Regions from separate parts of the Urocitellus parryii genome. Here all the other regions are linked to region 2. The links are chromatin contacts, called in public Hi-C maps. All regions are on one chromosome and are shown on one strand. The core of a region is the stretch at or near the end of the contact, and the rest is flanking DNA. Distances in the headings are between cores, read along the strand shown. Region 1 holds the start of Orc3 (origin recognition complex subunit 3). Region 2 holds the start of Znf292 (zinc finger protein 292). Region 3 holds the start of Slc35a1 (solute carrier family 35 member A1).

The links. A called contact is a pair of places that touch in the nucleus more often than the background predicts.
Region 1: a Hi-C map of muscle shows a contact between it and region 2, with 3 times the contacts expected there. The contact joins the promoter of Orc3 here to the promoter of Znf292 in region 2. A contact is called at or near these places in 2 of 2 Hi-C or Micro-C datasets (liver and muscle).
Region 3: a contact with region 2 is called in a Hi-C map of muscle, with 2.4 times the contacts expected there. The contact joins the promoter of Slc35a1 here to the promoter of Znf292 in region 2. A contact is called at or near these places in 2 of 2 Hi-C or Micro-C datasets (liver and muscle).

What each region holds. Positions count from the first base shown.
Region 1 is chr8:72,090,795-72,094,604 of mUroPar1.hap1, forward strand. It overlaps Orc3 (origin recognition complex subunit 3), which reads right to left and starts at 2,304. Exons shown (of 20, transcript XM_026411407.2): 1 at 2,231-2,304. The coding sequence starts at 2,254. It overlaps Rars2 (arginyl-tRNA synthetase 2, mitochondrial), which reads left to right and starts at 2,426. Exons shown (of 19, transcript XM_026411375.1): 1 at 2,426-2,473. The coding sequence starts at 2,438.
Region 2 is chr8:72,448,999-72,453,141 of mUroPar1.hap1, forward strand. Znf292 (zinc finger protein 292) reads right to left here and starts at 1,767. Exons shown (of 9, transcript XM_026410773.2): 1 at 1,725-1,767; 2 at 1,330-1,526. The coding sequence starts at 1,497.
Region 3 is chr8:72,184,584-72,188,672 of mUroPar1.hap1, forward strand. Slc35a1 (solute carrier family 35 member A1) reads right to left here and starts at 1,979. Exons shown (of 8, transcript XM_026411304.2): 1 at 1,916-1,979. The coding sequence starts at 1,931.

The DNA.
Region 1 (3,810 bases), core at 1,054-3,553, 360 kb before region 2:
CACTTTACCATTCCAAAAGAAGTCCTTATTATTTAACTAAACTCTAAGTACTTAGAACTTTGACAAGCAAATAGAAAACTCTATCATTTTATCCTACAACTTTCTTCAACCAATAAAAGTCTTATTAATTTATCCACTAAAGTTTGACTCAAAACTAACCTTGTCTGTGAAACCTTTCCCAAGTCCCTAGTGAGAAATGTTCCTTTCCTTAGATCTCACAGTACTTTAACATCTTCATTTGGCTTTGTTTTGAATTACTTTCACTGTAAATCAATTATTTTGGGTGTAAATCAATTATTTTGGGGTGTGTCTCTCCAAGTAAACAGTGAACATCTTCAGAATAAAGACTGTATTTTATTTATAATTATTTCCTCAATATTTAGAATAGTGCTAACATGTACATTAGGCAGTCAGTATTTAGAAGGAATGAATGTTTGCAAATTAATGTTCTTGGCAATTTCATAACTATATTCATTGGAATTATGTACCACTGGTCTAATGTAATAATATACTGATCCTAGTGTATCCTACCAATCCTAAAGTCACACTTTATAAATACCTTCTTAAAGATTTCATTTATATGGAAAATTTAAAAAAGAATAAAAGAAATTTACCTACAAAGTCATCTCAGGATAGTGTAAGAGATAACTGTGCAAAATATAAAGTGGCCATTTGGATTCCAGGTTCAAATTTAAAACTGTGCCGTATGTTCTTATTTTTGCAACTAGTGGAGCTATGTGAAATACACATTTTTAGGGCTGGGGATGTGGCTCAAGCGGTAGCACGCTCGCCTGGCATGCGTGCGGCCCGGGTTCGATCCTCAGCACCACATACAAAGATGTTGTGTCTGCCGAAAACTAAAAAATAAATATTAAAATTCTCTCTCTCTCTCTAAAAAAAGAAAAAAAATGTCTTGGTGTTTGGAACAAAAATAGTGCCTACTGTTATATGGCATTGTGAACTCTTTAAAAAAAAGAGAAATAAACATATTTAGAAAAATCATATGGTATAATGACAAGCTTGTCATTTCATCCTTTCCATATGGACCTACAATGCAGTAAAAGAAAGGTGCTCTTAAAGAAACAAGATAGGAAGAGTACTTAGAATGGATTCTAATATCAGGCAATGGTAGTAATATGGTTAATCACTTCGAACTGCTAGTAAAGTGATGGTGTTAGATAGGAAGGAAGAAATCTAGAAGGAGGGCAACAGCCACAAAACATCATAAGGACAGAGAAGTGAAAGTACTTAGAGGTTAAAAAACAAAATGACAGAAACTTCATATATCTGTTCTGACATGGTAGCCATGGTCACATGCAGTTATTAAGTGCTTGAAATGTGGCTAGTACAAATGAGAAACTGAATTTTTAAATTAAATATTATTTTAAATTTAAATTTAGCCACACGTGGCTAGTGAATACTTCATAGGACAATACAACTCCAGGATTTATCTTCTTGCCCACTACATTTTGACTTGCAAACCCTTACCACCTAGGTTTACCTTATGAAGGAGGTCTATATGATCCCGCCCTCACACCTACATTACTTTTCCAATCTTATTTTCCCTAATGTTCCTACTTTCTCCAATTTTGATGACACTGACTTTGCAATTTCTTTACAATACTTTATTTTTTGCTGTCTAGTCCCTGCCCTCCCTTCCCCCCACCGCCAAAGAAACATGTTCTCTTTGTTCTCCATCCTCAAAACCCATGCCTGACAAACTTCTAGTCATTTTTTTGTAGGTCTCAGCCAAAGTGTCAGTTTCTCCAAAAAGTCTTCGCCAACCCTTAACAATCTATATTAGGTTCTTCTCTCTCGTCCATCTCAGAACTTTTTTCTTTCACAAGTGATCATCAGCCTGTTAGTGTCTCTCTTAAGTGCAGGAACAAGTCTAATTTGTTTACCTCTGTATCTTAGTACCTATCGGAGTGCTTTGGCGCAACAGTAAACATGAAGGAAAAAGTAGGGGAGAACGGGGCACATTCTCTGGGCATCCGACCTCCACGAATCAGGACTTAAAAACCCACCCTGGCTGCATTGCAAGGCAGATCAGCGACCTCGTTCCCCAAAGTTGGCCTCAACTAAACCTGAGGCAAAGACGCCTGAACTGTCTGCCTCTCCCTCCCATGGAGCCAGGGAACAGAGAGGCCTGTATAACTTCCACTAAATCCCTTCTCCAAAGAGGAATGAGGCGGCGGTGAGGCCTGGGTGAGCACCCGCCCAGACGTACCTTGGACACGGAGGACGTGGCCATGGTCCTACCGCCCGGTAGGTTGCGGATACACTCAGGATTTCCCGCGCGCCCTCGCGGCAGCAGGGTAAAGGTTAAAGGCGGGCCGTTCGGCTCTTTGATTAGCTGGCGCGGCCGTCCGGGGCTGGCTTCCGGTGTGCAGAGGCGGGGCGTTCAGAAAAGGGAGGAGCGAGGCCAGAGCCAGAAATGGCGTGTGGCTTCCGCAGATCCATTGCCAGCCAGGTACGGATCCTCTAGCGGGCGGAACAGGGACTCCGCGAGGCGGGGGACCCCAAGCCCATTAGCAGCTGCAGGCGGTCACTCAGTGGGAGGGTCGGTTCCGCGAAACTCTGTTTGTTTCTGCAGCTTCATCCCTTTTCTCTCGAGGTGCAGAGGAGAGTCATGTGGAGGGTCAGGAATAAGGCAGAGATCGTTTTCTCAGGGTGAAAAGTAAACTTTGAAAGGTACTTGTTGCTTCCCTCGCTCCTTTTCTTTTTATTTTTTAAATGTATTTTTTAGTTGTTGATGAACCTTCATTTTATTTTTATATGGTGCTGAGGATTGAACCCAGTTCCTGACACATGCTAGGCAAGTGCTCTACTACTGAGCTACACCCCCAGCCGCCTCCCTCCCCCCTTTTCAATCCACCTTTTTCCATGTTTTACTTGGGTGACGCACTACCTGGATAGAATGTCTTTGGGCCATGATTAGACTCCAAAGAAATGAATGCTCCACACACTTAGTGAAGTTGATAATGGATCTGAATTGCTATCAAAAGGATCTAGCATAAAAGCTTGTTGTTTCTCTTGCAGTCCTTAGGACAATTTACCCTAGAAATATTTTGGTAAATCCCAAAAGTAAATGAGTCTGTGCCTTTTTGATTTGGAGGCATTGATGAGTAAAAACTGCAGAATCAATCTGGAATTTATTAAAAAGAAATTTTAAAATTCACTGAATATCTTTGTAATTTTGTTGCAAGGAAAGTTTCCATTGTGGCCTTGACAAATTCATTTCCTTTTTATTAATGACATATTTTGCCTGGTATATAATTTACTTTAGCTCATTTTCGCTGTTTGTAGGCATTTTGGGGAAATCCTTCTGTCTTTGTCTTCAAGCTTATAGATGTACTGCTGTGTCCCCTGCTAGCTAGCTCCTCTAATACCACCTTTTAATAAGTCAAAGCTGAGTTTATTGCTTGCTGGGGTAAGGCAAAACACCACCTCATCAGACTTCTCCTAGTGCCTAAATTGGGAAAGCAAGATCAGATTTATTGAGAATCTTATGTATGGGATAAGGCTGATCTTTCAGCAGCAGAGTATGGGAGGGGATTGGGTCTGAAGGCTCAATTAGAACTGGATACTGATCTTGATAAAACAGTTTGTCATTGGTGGAAAGGGCAGGGCAAAGGTTCTTACAACATAAAGATGCTTTCTATTAAAGAACTGAGATTTTCCATAAAGCTCCTGTGAAAATCAAGTTATTTAGGCAGCAGTCTCCAGAACTGTTACATTATGCTGATGAAGATAAAAAAAATAGTCATGTTAATGTAGAGAGTAAACTGTCTCTGAGGTAGGTAGTTT
Region 2 (4,143 bases), core at 517-3,016:
TTCTTTTGTAAGGATCAAATATCCCTGATCTTGTTTTTCTGAAAGAAGATTTCAGAATTTGGAGGCTTAAAAATAAGCAAAAATGTAATCTACTCTGAAATGCTAAAATGGTCTACCATTGTTCGAACTTAAGCTCAATATTTCCAAGACAAACTCTCCGTAAGAACATATTCTCAAGTTAACTAAATGTAGCCTGTAAAAACTGTCTTTTCCCTCCTCGACTATACAACTGAACCAAAATCTTCACCATAGTCAGAAGCAGCACCTTGGAATTTCAAATGTAACACGAGGGCTGGTGATAAGCACAAATGTAGACTCAAACTCTCCATATTCTGTCATGAGCAAACAGTATCGCTAACATTCCAAATACTGGTTAGAACGAATTCACTGTTAAGCAGTGTCCTTGGGCAAGAAAATGGAAAGATTTGAAACTAACCAAAGCAAAGATCCACATGAACCTCAGTCTTCTGCCCCTTCACCAAGAGGCCAATAGGAAAGATTCAAAGAAATGCGAGATGGGTTGGGGTGCAGAGGGGAGAGTATCGTACTCCTCGAAAGGAGAAAGCAAAAGAGAGGCTCTGGAACAGCTGCCCCAAAGGGACTAGCGACTCCGGGAAAGGTGTGCAGAGACAACTCTTCCCCACCCAGGAGATCAACCTTTATCTTGGAAGCAGTGCACCAAGCAAGCAGACTGGAACGGACAACGTCTGCCGCCACCACCCCCTTTCCAAACGCCTCGCGCAACTACAAGGGGTCGGCAGGGACTGCCCCCACGGAACATCAACAAAGACCCCTTCAGTCGCTGGGCGAAACTCGAACAACAAAGGCCCGCGACAGCCAGGACGCGGCCCGGGCCGGGGCCGGGGGCGGGACGCATAAAAGCAGGCGAAAGCAAAGGACTCAAACCAGGGGGGGCGGAGGCCCGTCGGAGTGGGAAGCAGAGGCGCAGAGCACCGTAATCCCCAGTGCACAATGAGAAGAGGAAGAGGAGCTGGCCTCCATTCCCCTCTTACACTCTCCCAAGCCTCGCACTCTACATCTCAGCTGTGGGGACCGCGCAGTCCCGAGTTCGGGGAGGGGAAGAGGAGGGGGAATTTTCCGCCCAGACCACAACTCCCTTCCCCCAGCCGAGAGGTGCAGACAACAACAACCGCCACAGCGGCAGTCACACAAAGGCGCTTTCCTCGTACTCCCCGCTCTCGCCCTGGCGGCAGCGCCGCAGACGATGCCAAGGCAGCGACCACCACCACTCGGCCGCCTGGCGCTGCTTGCTCGCCCTCTTCTCCCTCTAGCTGGGTAAAGGGGGAGGGGACCCCCGGGCGTCCTCACCTGGCACAGCTGCTGACAGTACTCTGTGGCCGCTTCTACGGCCGGTACCCGGCTCTCCCGCAGCTGTCGCTCCAGCTCCTGGAGCCGCTCGCCCAGGCGCTGCAGTTCCGCGACGCAGCCGCCTCCACCGCAACTCAACCTCTCCTGCTCGGCCTCTTCGTCCGCCATCTTCACACCCCGCTCCGTCGCGTACGCACCTGGGTCACGTGATAACACAATGCCACGTTCGGCGGGGTCACGTGCCGGGCGCGCTCGCACGCCGCCGAGCACGTACAAAGGGCCCGGTGGGGAGCATGGGGGCGGGGAGAGTGGCGCGAGAAAGCCGGAGGGAGGTGAAGGCTAGGGGACAGGAGAAGGGCGGGGTTGAGGCGGTGCGAAAACCGCGTTTTACTTACCCCAAGCGGGAAGTGGGCTGCAGCGGCCGAAAAGGGGCGGGCCGGTGAGGCCTGTTGTTGGTCACGTGGGCCCCGCGAAGGGGAAAAAGCCTGGGGAGGGGCTTCCTCTCCAGTGTCCGGGTCCCGGCGTGGCTTTTCCGAGTCCCTGAAGTCGGCTGTGGCCTACTAGTCCTCCAAGAGGACGGCGGGAGGAGAGTTCTGGGTACCCTGGGGCGATAGCTGCATTTGCGGTTGGCCTGTAAGCAGGCCAGATGCAAGGGGAGCGGGAGAACGTAAAGCCCACCCATGAACCACCAGCGTGAGTCAAAGCCGGACTCGGAACTGTCAAAATTGACTTCTCAACAGGCTGGGAGGAGGGAGGAGGGGAGGAGAGACCCAATGCCTGAGTAACAGTTCTGGTCCAACTGGCCTCTCTTCATCCCCAAGAACACCTCTCCCCTGGAAAAATATTCTCTATGGCTGTGGCGGCAACAAAGAAAAATAACAGATCAGAGCAGATTGAGGTTTAATCCTCATACTGGAGAACGGAGCAAACTCACGAAGAGCATAGTTTTGAAAGAATTCAAACAAGACTAAAATTATGAACGTTGTAACCAGATGATTTTTAAACCACAGAAACATTTTAAAACTAAGTAACCAACTAATCTCTTTCTCGGTGATTTAAGACTCCTCACTACAAAAATCACCAACACTGAAAGCAGGCTATATATGAAAGCTCTTGAAAAGAAAGTAGGTCAAGGAAAAAAAAAAAAGCAGCAACAAGGACTCCATTAAAATCATAATGGAGGAGAGAAAATTGATGCTAAAATAAAAGAACGAGGTTGTCAAAAATTATTATAAATAGCAGCATTTCTTCCCTTGTGCTACAAATAGTGATGGCATTCTGAACCATATTCAAACTTGAAGGTATGAAATTCTTGACATTAAAGGAATAGAAGATGGACTGGAGTTATAGCTCAATGGTAATGCTTGCCTAGTGTGTATGAGCTCCTGTTTTCAGTCCCCAGCACCCCCATCAATCAAGTGTTTAACCCTAACGTTCATAACAAAACTACTGTTTTGTTAATATCAGCATTAAACAAGAGGCCATTCTTACAGCTGAATACAGAAATTCAGAAATTATATTGATGGAGTACCTAGTCTTTTCACTCTTATGTTCTGATTTTTTTTAGTACCAGCATCTGAAATACAAATACCTATTGAGTGCAGTGTCCTTTTCAAGAGGTTTTTTTGGTATTCTACATAGTGTGTTGTCCAGGATGAGTGTTTTATAATGTGTCTGTGATGGTCATGTTTTAAAAGTGGCATTATATAAGGAGAGCAGGCACAACTAAGCCTTATGAAAAACATTATCAGTATTACTTATTAAGATAGAATCTTCAGGGGCTGGGGCTGGGGCTCAGCGATATAGCACTTGCCTAGCACATGCTAGCCGCCAGGTTCAATCCTCAGTACCACATAAAAATAAATAAACAAAATAAAGATATATTTTTTTAAAAAAAAGATAGAATCTTCAAATGTTTACTGTGGTAGACACTGGAAGTACATTTAAAAGAGAAAGGGTATAATATGTAATAGTATCACTGAGAGCTGAAAAAGCAACTAAACTTTTTTTTTCCACTGCTGGTGGGGTAAACTTTTTTTTTTTCCCCACTGCTGAGCTACATTTCCCAGCCTGCAACTAATGATTTTTAATATTTGCAGCTCATTTTCCAAGTATTGAAACTTCATTTGAATGTCTAAATCAGTTTTTGTTATCTTAGAAATCCAGTGAAAAATGAGAAATGTGCGATTAGCCAAACATACCAGTTAATCCAAGGAGATCTAAGGTATCAAAGGTTAATAAAATGCATTTGCACTTCAAGTATAGTGGCTAATTACACTTGATATGTACAATTGTACCTAATCTGTGGGAAGAAGAAAAAAGGGAGTAGGAGAGAAAAACATATCCAAAGAGAAATATACCAAAATACTGGTTTTTATTTTTAAAAGAATTAGGGCTGCAGGTGTAGCTCCATGGTAGAATACACATGCAAGGCACTGGACTCAAACTCTAGCATTGGGGGGAGGGGGAATAAGAATCAAAAAAGTGGACCATTCCTTCCTCCAGCCCATGATAACCCTAAAATTAAGGAGACTTGATACTTGATAAGCAAACTTGATACTTATAAGCAAATTGATTCTAAGCACTATTATAGATATGTGTTCATTAGCATGCACACTCATATCCTTTACCTCCCTGTTCCTCCATCCTTCCCTCTTTACATACATGTAAAAAAAATATTTAGAGCCTCCAGGAAATGTAAGGATTGTAGGTAAATGGTACCGTTAATACTTATTGATTAAATATGCACAGGCAGTATTCAGTTTGAGAAAATTGGAGGTCGATAAAAACTATCACTGCCTTGAGTTTCATGGA
Region 3 (4,089 bases), core at 729-3,228, 260 kb before region 2:
CAGAAAGTTTGCCCACCTGTGTCCTAGATTATCAATACTTTCACAAAGAGAGGTTAGAACTGCCAAATTCAAATCTACTTTATTTTAGCTTTTATATAGTGTCCTGATTCTGAAAATAATAAGAGTGAATGTTTAAACACTAAACCTAATATCTGTAGCCTAGAAACATATTCTGACCTAGAACATTATTTTGTCATCAACTTCAAAAAAAATAACTATTTGCATAGTGGTTATATAAGTAGGAAAGTAATCGTAAGTTTAGATACTTGTAAAACATGTAGAATTTGGGTATATAGTGCCATTTTAGAAACATTTCAACTTTTTAAAACTAAGATTTTAAGTATGATTGCCTCTGACATTCCATTCACAAATTGTCCGGAATGAAATTTCAGTTATAAGGAATGTTAACCTTTTTGGGATTCACTTTAAACTTTCCTATGAATTCAATCATGCCCAAGGCCAGTAACTACAAACCACATTCACAACTCAACTGGCAGCCACATTTTAATCCTACTTTGTGCCCTGCTTCTCACAAAGCTCCCATTAGCTCCTACACAAAATTTTTTTCTGTGTTAGAAATGTCCCAGAAAGAAATTTACACTCTGGAATTAGATGGTTTTTTTTCCCATCATGTTTTAGGGGTGACATTATTTGTAATACCTGATCTCAGATAAATCCTTTGTGAATATCAGGAAGCTATGAAAACTAATTTTTGTTAGGATTATACATTTCCACAGGTATATCAGACTCAGGAACATGTACAGGCAATAAGCCTGAATCTGTCAATTGTTATTATTTCGGGTAATGATTTGACTTCTGTAATTTTTAAGTGTTAATCTATCATTAATCTTGCTATCCCCATTCCATACTTGTTATCAAAACAGTTCTTTTTTCCTTTATGTCCTGTATTGCTACACAAAAGACTCAAGGGGGAGGGGGGGGGAAACACTCAAGATTTATTTGAAATGGAATAATACATAGAGAAGCATATGCAACTACAGACAACGCCCCTGGGCAGGGCCTGATGATAAATGTAGACTTCCCAACAAGGTAAATAACTTGGCACTCTTGCAAAAAGGTATTCTTTAAATATTTGCTCGTTTATTTTGTGGTGAAGCTCAATGCTCCATGAAGAAAGGGTGGAGAAGGTACAAAGGTGTCATTCAGCCTCTCCTAGCTACTAATCTATAGTACAAAAATTCAGCTCTCGTCCCAACTTATATAAACCTCTAGCAAAACCCAAGTGCTGCGAGTTAATTAGACTCACCTTCTTTAAATGGCAATTAGTGACCAAATATTATTGCTCTAATGTGCCATCCCTTGGGGGAGGGAGGTGGACCTCATTTTTCACCCAAAATACCAGTGTTCCTTCTAACTAAGTACAACATTTTCCTTGGGAAGAACTCTTAATGACAGCTTTTTCTATTTCGATATGGATAAAGTGCTGTTTTAATGTCTCCATAATGTTTAGGTCTCTGAACGTCCGTCCGTCCGTAGGGAAGAAGGCACAGGCGAGACCTCAGGGGGTGGCGCCGACCAGGACAGGGAACTGTCCAGTCTCATGATGGGTGAAGCAGATCCAGCCCGGGCCCGTCGCCTCGGCCCTTCTCCGGGTCTTCTGCAGCCCTGGCCAGACAGAATCCTATTCCCACCCACTACCAGCTCCTGGAGATTGGCGCAGTCTAGCCCGCAGAGCCCATCGCACAGAGGGTAGCCGCAGCGGGAATCTGGCAGTACTGACCGCCAGCGAGCGAGTCAACACCAACTCCTGACACCCGACGCCTACGCCCCGCAAGGGCCCACCGACGCGGAGGGTACCGCCGCCCGACAGGTGCGGAGCAGCACTGGCAGTATCCTGCCGCCCAATGTTGCCCGCACTACCACACCACCACCACTCCCTGCAGCCCGGCCTCACCTCTGGGAGCAGCCATGGCGCTCCGACAGCCCGGCGCGGAACTGACGCGCACCCCCTCCGCGCACTCAGCGCAAGACGCGAGGGACCGCCCCCACGACCATAGAGACGGCACCGCTCGGCCTAGAGCGCCCCGCCGCCGCCAGCCAGCCGGCTTCCCTCCCTGCAGAGCACCGAGATCAGGCTCAAGGATCCGCGCTGCTCCTGAAAAGGATGGAGGCTTCTACGGTTGAGTACTTCGTGACAAGTGTTGAAACTCTGTCCAACACGCAGTTCTCTAAACCTCAACTCCCAGTGGGCTAAGGAAGCGAAGTCAAGGGAACTGAGCATTGCCTTCTGGGAATTGGAGTCCTCACATAGATGGCAAATAAAAATTTGGAGTTGCCTTGGTGATTCTTTTCTGTCAGAGCTATTAGAGAAGCTAGCAGACTTCCTAAAGCACAGAAGCTACTTTCAACAACTTTTATAAATTCGACTTCTCTCGTTGCTTTCCATTGTTACCTCCTGCGTAAATCTAGTACAATTGGTATTACATATACCTCAAAAGTCCTGAGTTTGAGTCCTTATCGTCAACATTTGCCACTGATTGTATCTAACCAGACATTCTCTCTGATCCTGGGAAAACAGACCTCAAAAACATTAAGCAGGCATTTCAACCACTATAATCTCTGCTTTCACTAGAGGGTGTTAATTAGTGTGAGCTAATTCTTACATATTTTTATTGCTACAAAAGACATTCTACTTCATGGATATGAAACTTGACTAGGTTTTGTTAAACTCCTATCCTAACAAAATCATCCCAAACTTGTCAAACTTCAGACAAGGTCAAGTTCATTGACCCATTCTGATGAGGAAAATAGAACACCAGAGGAACCATAAGATATCTCAGGAAATGAAGGAAATAAGATTTATAGAATTGGGGGGAAGGATGGACTTAAGTGAAATTTAAGAGTATATGACAATCAAAGCTAGGCTGTGTGTAAAGAGGTCAACATCATACCTGGACTATAATGTCAGGGTCCTGTTTCTTGGAAATTACAAAGTTACTATATATGTAGAATGTTGTAATCAGGTGCCCCTTCCATGAAGCAAGCCTTTACCAGTTAAGTTGGACATTGAGACTGCTACTCTGTGTCAAAGTAACTTAGATCCTCCAAGCAAGAGTAGAATGTTTCATTCTTACAGATATAATTTCAAGCAACATGTTTCCTTATATTGTACAATTTTAAAGAACAAATTTTTCAGTGATAAAGAAAATAAACAAAGACGATTGTTACACTTTATAGCTTCACCATATTCTTGGCAGAAATATTGTCTCCTGTTAACCTTTCAGCTGACTTTATTTGTGTTTGTTATACTAGCCCAATTAGTAAACAAGCAGATATTTACAATCTTAAGTCTGGGCTATTTTTTTACTTTCTCATTAAATTATTATTCTAAGTCTCATGAAAAACATTGGTTTCATGTCTCTCTTATATATGCCTAGTTTTCTTTACAACCCTGGTTAGAGCAAGAAACAGCAGTCTTCAAGATATGAGGCACAAGTTTACATTTGTCCGATATGCCAAGCTTAACAGTACTTCAAGCATCTGTTGCTATTGCCACTTGAGACACTAATGATATTCCTGATTGTCACTAGCAAACTACAGTATCTTCTATGTCTGCTCTTAATGAATTGTATAAAAGGAAGCTCAATAGTACATCCATTGGTAATAAAAGAATGAACGTAAACAAAGAGCAATAAGTAACACCTTAAGGCTTAAGGTAACTAATGCTAAATTCAAATAGAGTAGATATTTAATAGGTTATTAAGTATGATAATGTTTGAAGTGTAGTAAGCAGTTAATCATAAACAATACACAGACAAATATAGATACCTAAATATAATTGTTTCCATAAGTTTAAGCATGTTACTCTTGTTCTGCTATTAAGAAAATCACCCAAAAACTAATTTGCTAGATTATTGTTATTTAAAACAATTCTTTCTGTGGCTTAATATTATTAGAAACAAGTCAAAAGAAATGTTGTATTTTATAGTTGATAAAAATTAAAAGATACAGGAAGTAATGTAAAATCCAGTGACCAGAATATGGGAGTTAAACATGAATAATAATTATTGATATTCAAACATTTCTTATTTGAGTTTAACTCACTCTTGCTTCTGCTTCCTCTTTTAT